Regions from separate parts of the Mus musculus genome. Here all the other regions are linked to region 3. A link is a contact called in public Hi-C data. All regions are on one chromosome and are shown on one strand. The core of a region is the stretch at or near the end of the contact, and the rest is flanking DNA. Distances in the headings are between cores, read along the strand shown. Region 1 has its middle 42 kb from the start of Pde7b. Region 2 has its middle 120 kb from the start of Pde7b. Region 3 overlaps Gm33510 (a long non-coding RNA gene).

Region 1 (3,091 bases), core at 85-2,584, 240 kb before region 3:
AGGTTACTCACAGTGGAACAAAGTTCCTTCCGTTCTCCGTCCTCTGTAGCCTTTGTGTGATTTCCCCTTGCATCTGTTTTATCTGTCTCTGTCTCTTTGTCTCTCTGTGTCTGTGTTTGTCTCTCTGTGTCTGTGTTTGTCTCTCTGTGTCTGTGTTTGTCTCTCTGTGTCTCTGTTTGTCTCTCTGTGTCTGTGTTTGTCTCTCTGTGTCTGTGTTTGTCTCTCTGTGTCTGTGTTTGTCTCTCTGTGTCTGTGTTTGTCTCTCTGTGTCTGTGTTTGTCTCTCTGTGTCTGTGTTTGTCTCTCTGTGTCTCTGTTTGTCTCTCTGTGTCTGTGTTTGTCTCTCTGTGTCTGTGTTTGTATCTGTCTGTCTCTCTCTCCATGTGAATGTATTAGGTTGAGGACAGGCAGGTAGGGTCATAGAAAGGTGAGACTCTCAGCTTTGTGTGGACACCAGGCACCTTATCTCAGTGTACCCTCACAGGGACCATTTTCATCCAACAACTCCAGAATACAGATTTATAACCATAGTAGGGAATCCTTTCCTCTTTCCTCTTATAAATCATCATCTGGCTTCCTATATGAATACTATACACATATGGAAATACATATGTGTATAGTAATTCCATATGGTAATACATATGGAAATATCTAGAATAAATTTGTATAAGACCCACCATGTGCTCAAATGTGGACATTGCTGGTCCTCAGGTTGGTCTTTTTAATTGGAAAATTAATACTAGCATTTGTCAATCAATTTCAGCAACTAGGTATGATTAACTGCTCAGAGTGCAAATGTCCATATCTCTTAGACTAGATGAAAGTCCTTTTCAATATTAACAGACCTGAGCTATGAGCTACTAAGTTCAAAGTCAACCTGAATATGTGCTGCCTTCTGAATGACATTACTGTAGGGTGTTTTTGCTTTTTGTTTTTTCTTTTTTAAACTAGGAGACTCCAATTTACTTCCAGGTCCTGTAATAAATAGCTTTGATGTCTTCGTCAGGGACCTGATATGCGTCATTCTCAACTCAAGCTTGCTGTGTTATCAACAGCCCTAGATGATGAACAGTCTTCCTGCAATTGTGTTCTTATTCAAAGCATTCCTCCTTCCCCCATTCGAGCTGGCCTTAGGTGGATGAAAGAATTGCCCAATGCACACTCTTAGGAGCATCTGGTTCAAAGAAAGATGGACCAAGCTGATTTGCTTTGTTTCTGTTTCTGCGGGTTTGCAGTGCACAGAGGAAGTCTGTTTCATAAGAGGTTACTGTCGGTGGGACTAAGTGCTTCTGGCTTGGCGAGTAAGCACTCACATATGGGAAATGAAGAAACCCGAGTAAACATTGAGTCTCCCCTGGCAGCAACCGCCCCTTTCCAAGATTTTCACGCCACTAGCAACATAAGGCAAAGTCCTGTAACATTTGGAAATGGATTCTGGGTGTTGCTACAAAAGATCAATACCTTTTTATCTTTAGTTGTCAGGGAGGCTCTGCAAGTCTACAGAGACCCACCAGTTTAAGGAGAGTAAGAGAAGTGCCTAAAGAATAGTTAGGAAGAATTTTACTGAACTGCTCACATTAGAGAGAGTTTCCCACTTAGGAAACTTCAATGCCTTGCCAACTTATTTAAATTGGACTTAAAACAATGTTTGCAGACTTTAAAATAAATTGAATAACAAGGGCATTGTGTTAGCCTTACATCAATGTGGAGAATCCAGGCATCTTACATGGCCCATCCTGTGGACCCCTCTGTTCACAGAATGAGCTAGCATTTCTTAGGAAATACATCAATTGATATCACACTCACCAAAATGTAATTTTAAGTGCAAAGGCTTAATATAACATTAATGCCTACGTGATTTTACATAGGAAATGGACAGGTCTCTTTGATCATCTTCTGTGATGGTTTACCTTGTTGACAAGCAGGATGGAGAATCACCCTAAATTCAGATTTCTGGCATGTGTGTGAGGAAGCACACTAGGTGACTTGGGGTGAAAAGACCCATTGTAACTGTAGGCAGCACAGTTCTTGGGATGGCTGTCCTGCACTGATTACAGGGAAGAGAGTGGGCCGAGTAGCTGTATTCCTTGCTCTTTGCTTCCTGGCTTCAGATGCCATGCAAGCAGCTGCCTCACTCTCATCACCGTGACCTCACGGCTGGGATGGACTGGCTCCTCAACCCGAGAGCCCAACGAGCCCCTTTCCCCTTAAGTGGTTCATGTTAGGTATTTGTCACAGCAGTGCCACAATGACTAACAAACTTCACTCCATTCTGAGTCGATTCAGCCCATGGTAGGTACAGCTAGCAATGACCCAGCATTGCGATCTGAATCCGTGGGTCCTTCAGACTTCCTGTAAGCTTGTACTTTTAATATTGCAGGACAGTGGGTGCAATGTCTGTCTGTTCTGTCATAAACATTTTTTTTTACTTACTAGAATAACTAAAACCATCCCACTCGATATTTATTTAAGTATACAATGTGCCTTCCTGAAGAAAAAAAATTACAAATATTTCATAGTTTTGATTAAAAGAGGTGACAAGTATCCAGGAGGCAGAAGAAGGGTACAAAATGGCATCTGTTACATTTGGCACAGGAAAAGAAAAGACCTTATCAGGTCTGGGAAGTGTGCCTGCTCATCTCCTATGACTTTGCTACATGTGATTTATAGAGCAGCAGCAGGAGCGTCACCTGGATGCTGATTAAAATGTATCCTTTCTGGCTCCATCCTAGATGTAATCAGATTTTGCATTGAAACAAGATAATCAAGTGATTTGTATGCATGTTACACTTTGAGAAACATGCGTCTCTTAATACTGAATTCCTCCAAGCGATGGTCATGAAACGCAGGAACTGCCCCCCAGCTGTGTCTGACTGGACAGATGATGCACACTAAAGGTTGGGCCAACTGGATTCTCTTCCTGAACTTTACCTTTTGGGTGGATTATGGAGTAAGGGGAAGAGACGGGGGAAAGAGACAGAAACAGATGTGAAAGTGTGGATGTAAGAGTCCAAGCCTACTCTCAGAGAAAAAGCAAACAAAGCAAGGGTTTACAGATGCAGAGGTAAGCTCTCTGTTTCTTTCTTTTAGCT
Region 2 (3,373 bases), core at 521-3,020, 170 kb before region 3:
GACTTAAAGCTGTATGTCCATGCCTGGGCTCCATAGATGCCTATAATCTTAGCACTTTGGAAGCAGAGACAGAAGGATTGTGAATTTGAGATCATCCTGAAGTACATAATAAGACTCTACCTCAAAGTCAACAAGAGCCATAAGAAGACGAGATAAATTGCCCAGGGCAGCCCTTGGTCACTAAGATCTCTGAGTCACACTATTCTCTAGACAACTCTGGAAAGCCCATCCATCAACATGCCAGTGATATATGTGTTATGGTAAAAAAAAAAAAAAAAAAAAACAAAAGAAGGCAATGCAGTCATTGTCAGCCAGGAGTTTGCTGTCTCCAGGAGCAGACAAGCTCATCACTCTCAGAATAAAAAGGGTCCCATGAAGCAACATTGCGTATCTGCTCTCAGCACTTTAGATGGCGCCAGGAAGTTCTGATACCTGCCATGAATACAAATTCCTTCAAAGAACACTTGAAAAGGGAAACCAAAGGACATCAAAGGCACCAACGAAAACTAGGGCTTTATTAAAGCAAAAATAATTGCTCATAATTTTGAAGATCAATGGAAAAAGGGAAATTCTTCTTCCTTTTTATGCTCCAACAATGCCTTGAATTGGGACACCTGGTAAAGGGGGAGATCCTGGGAGGGGTAGGGATACGAGATGAGGTGAACTCTTTCTACAGAGAAGACGGGTAAGCTTGGAGGCAGGAGGAATGTGTCCTATTGGGTGAGCAATACCTCCATTGAGACTGGAGAATCAAGCTTTAGCATTCTGGGCAGATGATATTTTTATGGGGAATGACAGATAAGAAAAAAAAGTGTGGCCAAAGGACAAATACATGAGGTGACATCCGGATTTGTGCAACTTTTGCAGTGGGTCCTGGACTGGGACTCATACTGTTATTTATTTATTTATTTATTTATTTATTTATTTATTTATATTAGATGAGACACTCTGTGGTGGTGAGAGGAGGGAAAGAAGAAATAATCTATGAGTTCCTATATAGTTATTAGCACATGAGTGTGATCAGTAAATGCTTGGTATTATTGTTCCTGCAATGTGACTGGGATTTAGAGTCAGAAGGAGTCTGAAGTGTAGATGGACCAATTGCTTCAGACTGCCTCAGTGATTCCCATGAAGCATCAGTGTGCAGGTAATACTCAGGCCCAGGTGAAATGATGGCTGCCTTGTCCCCTATGATCTGGCTCCCACATTGATTAAATGATCTCAGGCAAGCTTCTTCAATTTGGTCTGCAGTTCCTTGTCTGTAAATGGGAATGCTGAAAGTCTATTTCTAAGACATTTAAACGAAATCGTGCCTATAACTAGTCATATGATGGAAGCCATTCTTAGATGTTACTGTTCTCAACGGCTCAACTGTCACTTTCTCAGAGACTCACACTGGATTCTCTTCTTGGCTTGTTCATTTTCTTCTTTCTGGAATGTTCTTTCTCACTGTTGATGACCTGTCCTGCCTGACCTCTGAGTTCCCTCCTCCCGTTATCGTCTTCTCTCACCCTCAACTTGCTTTAGAACATTTAAAATTGGAAGGAGAATATTTTGCAATTGATACTGGACTTAAGTATAAGCCTTTGCCTGTATTTAATCAAAATAAGGAAGTGAGTCTACACTCGGCCCCTATAAGCACTTTCCCAACATCTGCTTTCATATCCTTTCTGTGATAGGAAATCTGATGGTTTTAGAACCCTCTAACTTCCTTTCAGAAATATTATTGTGTGAACTTTGAGTTCCCACATCCAAACGGACCTTTGTACCTGTGTCACCTGCCATAAACACTATGCAAACTAAAAATGCAAGGCACACATGAAGATTTAACAGTTCTGATAGGCAGCTGTTTGATGACCAAAATATCCTTCCAATATGTTACCTGTGTAAAATTATTTTTCTCTTTCTGCAAGCTCTTGAAAAGTTTTTAATAACCTCTCATTTCAGGGCCCCACAGAAAATACATGAAATTCACAAAAAAGACTTGTGACTACCACATTGACAGAGAAAATTAGGATTTTTGTGGTTTTCTACATAGGTCTAAAGTGTCTGGCTTCATGAGAGACTATCCTCATATGCATCAAAAGTAGAAACATAAAAACAGGGATAACATGGTAAAAAGTCATCCAAATATAAATATTGAAATGGCCATCATAAAAATGGGCATCTATACCTGACCCTACCTGTAAAGGCATCTATCTAAAGACTATCTTAAATTGTATATGTCACCTACTTTATATTGTTTTGAAAGTAAGCTCAAAGGTAGAGATGCTATTTGCTGAAGGTTAGATCTATCTGCTGAAGGTTAGACCTATTTATTCAAGGTTAGACCTATTTGCTGAAGGTTATAGCTGCTTATTGAAGGTTAGACCTATTTGCTGAAGGTTAGACCTATTTATTGAAGGCTAGACCTATTTGCTGAAGGTTAGACCTATTTTAGTTTCTGATAAGTGAGAATTCCACATCACATTGGAAAAAGAAACACATACCCATGGTAGGCAAAGTTATTCATCTGGTTGCTGGAGAAAGTCTACCGTTCATCTGAAATCAGGACAATCAGGTTTTGCTTATATTTTCCCCTGGACAACTGTGGGTGTGAAAAATTTAATGGGCCATTAGAATTTTCTTGCCAGAGCTAATTATTTATAGGGACAGCTTATGACTTAGAGTTTTCCCAGGCTTCTTACAAGTAAAGACTATTTCTAATGAGATACTGTAATTAGTGACTTATTTCTCATAGCCAAACATTTTTACTTTTTTAATTCTTACATTGCAAACATTTCCCTCCAGTAATCTGTGTGTATAGGGTACAGAGTCGCACTACCAACTGCATAATTACTGTCCCAAATCCAGTTTTTAAAAACAGCATCTCTATCATGCTTCTGACGCCAGAAGGTAGCTTAATTATAAAGAACAATGATCAGGAATATTCCAAGGGTATGGAGTCACGTTTAGGAAAGTGTCTTCATGTTATGAAACCATGTTATTGGCAGTGCAATCAAGGCATTCTTGAGTTTCAACCTTCCTTGTGTAGAGACGTAATTGAGCACTGTTCCTGCAAACAGCTTAAAAGCAGCACACTTGTCAGGGATCTGAGTCCCAGGTGATAAAAACGTGCTTTTTCATGTAGTAGCAGTTAAGGACACAGTTAAGAAGAATAACTGGCATTAGGCATGCACTCTAAAACTGCTGGAGGCTTTGACTTGAGCTGTTCAACTTAGACCTGCTCCTGAGGTCATGGATACGCGTTGGTTGAGGGGCCTAATGCTGTGGCTGCCAACTTTGACTTTGAGGTACTCTGCCTTGCACTTCGCTTTTGTCTCTGCTATCTATAAACGCTGACGGGAGAAGTTTAGTAGCTCCAGGTTCTGTG
Region 3 (3,118 bases), core at 5-2,504:
GTGTGTGATTGGGTGTATGTCTGTGTGGGTGTCTGTGTGTATCTGTGCATGTGTATATGTGTGTTGCATATGACTATAGTGTGCATGTGTATGTGTGTTTGTCTGTGTGTATGTCTGTAAAACCATAACAGTTAAAGACAAAGAGGCCATGAATTCCAGATGCATCAAAAAGGAGTGTTTGAAGATAAGAAAGAGAGGGGCATAAATGATGTAGTTGTATTTTAATTTAAAATAATTTCCTTTGTGTGATTAGAATTATTTTTTTATAATTTTCGTTCAAAAATAACATTGAATTTGTTCCTGGACTATATCTATCTATATCTATGTCTATATCTATACCTATATCTATATGCCTATACCTAAATATATATATATTGTATATTATATATGTGTGTAATATATGTAGCATATGTGAATATAATAGATTATATATGTATTATATTGTATATTACTATAACATTATGATTAATTTCCCCCCTTGTCCCCTGTCAACCCCCACACCTCCCTAGCAGCTATTTGTTCTACATTCTTGTCTCTTTGTTTGTTCTGTGACCCACTGAGTTTAATCAGTGCTATTTGTGTGTCTTCAATGGAATAATGTTAAATCATAAAGGATAAAATTCTATAATAGGCAATAAGTAATATATTAGATATAATATATAAAAATATACAAGTAAATATGTGCATAATATACATACATGATAATATTAATATTTTTATAAAATATAATAATTTATGTTAGTAGGTAAAATTATAACATAGTGGAGCAGTACAGCACCACATTAAGTGAAGTAAGTAAGGCACAGGAGACAAACACTGCCTGCTCACTAAAGGTGGAACTGATAACTCGGAAGTAAAACAGATGTCACTGGAAGAGTAGGAGGGAATGCTTAGTCCACAGTGTTAACCAAAATACAGCTGACAGGAAGTAAGTGGAATGTTCTACAGCAAAGCAGACTGAACATAGCCTCAGTAAAAAAAAAAAAAAAAAAAAAAAGACTGCACATCCCCAAATCACCAGAGGAGAAAAGTGTTTGGTCCCTAACACACAGGAGCCATGTCTGCAGAGATGGAAGTGCTCGCTGACCTGACCTGGTCAATACACATTGTATACACGTACTGAGTTATAGTAATGCATCCAGAAATAGTTACACAGTTTAAAATGGGAAGTTCTATCAGGAGGGAGTGGGGCTGAGTGACAACTGGGACAAGAAAGCTGTGAAGACCACATAGTGTATTGGCTGCTACGTACTCAGCGGTGGGTTCCAGAATGCGTATGTGAACATTTACAATCTATTTTTAAAAGTCCATCCAGTTGGACATGGTGGTGCACACCTTTAATCCCAGCACTTGGGAGGTAGAGGTAGACAAATCTCTGAGCTCAAGATTAGCCTGGTCTACAGAGTTCCAGGACAAGGAGATGTCCAGGTATCTCTTTGACATGACGATTCCGTTTTCTTTAGAAACTCAGTAGTGTGGTTGCTGTGTATATGGTTCTTTCGTTTTCACTTTCTGAGGAACTCCGTACAGATTTTCATGGTGGCTATATCCACGTGCACTGCCACCAACAGCCTGTGAGTCATCCACCTTCTGCATCCTCTCCGATACTGTCTTGTCCTTTTGACAGAAGCCACTCTCAGTGGGGGAAGTGAAACTCCAGTGTGGTTTTGATTTGTATTTTCCTAATGATCCTGAGCTTTCCTAGTGATGCTGAGCTCTTTCTTATGTATTCACTGGCCACTTGTATTTCCTCTTTTAAGAACTGTGTGTGCAAAGTATTTGCCCTTTGTTTAAAATCATACTTCTTGCTGTTGTTGGGATTCATATATATTCCAGACACTAACTCTTATCAAATAAGCAGTGTGTCCATTTTTCTTTCTGTTACCACTGCACAGTGGTGCAGAGGCTTCGTGGTTTTACAGAGCTCCATTTGTTTACTTCACCTTTATTCTCCATGTTTTAGGGCCTTAAAAAAATCTTTGCCCAACATCCTGAAGGTGTCCCTTTCTCTTTTCTTCAGTAGTTCCTTTGTCTTGGGTCTTATAGTTCCTTAATCTATTTTGAGATGGGTTTTGTATCACATGAGATGGAGGGGGCTAATTTCATTCATACACACACACACACATATATATGCATATACAATATAAACATACATATATGTACATACATATATATACGCACACATACACACACACACACACACACACACACACACACACACACATATATCCATACACACACACAGATACAGATACACATATACATACCAACATCTCACAGTGCTGTTTTTGGGAGACTTTGTCCTCTCTCTAGCATTCTTATTGCTTTTGTTAAAAATCAGTTGGCTCTGCATACAGGGATTTGTGTCTAAATATTTATTCTGTTCTGAAGTTGGTCAATGGGTCCGTTTTGTGACAATGCCATGCTGTTTGATTACTATACTTCCATAGTGTGTTTCAATATTATATTGTAATAGTCTCGGTTTTATTGTTTTTGTTCAAGAATACACCAGGTATTCAAGGTCTTTCTTGGATCTCTCTGAGTTTCGTGACTCATTTTGGCTATATAGGGAGTGTTGTTAGTAGTTTGAGGTAAATTATACTAGATCTACTGACCATTCTAGGTAGTGTGTATATTTTATCATTATTAATTCTATCAAGCCACAAACATGGAACATCTTTCCATTTTTGATGGGTCCTCTTTATTTCCTTGGCTTAAAGCTTCCTGTTCACACACACTGACATCACAATAAGTTGGGACATTTTCTCATCAATATCACTAACATGTCTTCTTTATTGTGCCTTTAGAGACATTTAGGCAGTGTGGATATTTCTTAAGTTCAAACTTTACTCTTAGTTGCCTCCCAGTTTGCTGACCATGTGGTTATTATGTAAAATATATTCAATAAGTTTTTAGTGAAAAGAGGGAAGAACAGGCAAAGGGAGAAAGAATAAGGAGTAAAAACTTGCTAATCTTTCTCAAAGGGCTAGATACTGTGCTAGATTCCTTATAAATAATATATATATGCCACGCACACTGGGAAATGCCACACACTCCGGTCAAGTCTGCGTGACAGGCTGAAAAGTCTGTAAGCACTCACAAGGAAAAGAGTTTCAAG

The links. Hi-C and Micro-C count contacts between places; a contact is called where the count stands out from the background.
Region 1: a contact with region 3 is called in a Hi-C map of granulocyte-monocyte progenitors, with 2.5 times the contacts expected there. The contact joins two enhancer-like sites. A contact is called at or near these places in 2 of 484 Hi-C or Micro-C datasets (granulocyte-monocyte progenitors and macrophages).
Region 2: a contact with region 3 is called in a Hi-C map of bone marrow-derived macrophages, with 4 times the contacts expected there. The contact joins two enhancer-like sites. A contact is called at or near these places in 6 of 484 Hi-C or Micro-C datasets (bone marrow-derived macrophages, embryonic fibroblasts, liver and 1 more), 1 of 115 datasets of contacts at active chromatin or transcription factors (bone marrow-derived macrophages) and 1 of 9 other capture datasets (embryonic stem cells).

The regions. Positions count from the first base shown.
Region 1 is chr10:20,589,052-20,592,142 of GRCm38.p6, forward strand. It overlaps a transcript of Pde7b not described here. Among named protein-coding and RNA genes, the nearest start is that of Pde7b, 42 kb to the left of the region's middle. Within about 2 kb of position 1,335, at least 31 of the 459 cell types and tissues checked have an H3K27ac peak or open chromatin away from gene starts, as enhancers often do. A contact at or near this core is called in granulocyte-monocyte progenitors, where this site is marked.
Region 2 is chr10:20,665,156-20,668,528 of GRCm38.p6, forward strand. It overlaps a transcript of Pde7b not described here. Among named protein-coding and RNA genes, the nearest start is that of Pde7b, 120 kb to the left of the region's middle. Within about 2 kb of position 1,771, at least 11 of the 459 cell types and tissues checked have an H3K27ac peak or open chromatin away from gene starts, as enhancers often do. A contact at or near this core is called in bone marrow-derived macrophages, where this site is marked.
Region 3 is chr10:20,833,782-20,836,899 of GRCm38.p6, forward strand. The region is part of intron 1 of Gm33510 (a long non-coding RNA gene); the gene reads right to left. Among named protein-coding and RNA genes, the nearest start is that of Gm33510, 3.5 kb to the right of the region's middle. Within about 2 kb of position 1,255, at least 60 of the 459 cell types and tissues checked have an H3K27ac peak or open chromatin away from gene starts, as enhancers often do. A contact at or near this core is called in bone marrow-derived macrophages and granulocyte-monocyte progenitors, where this site is marked.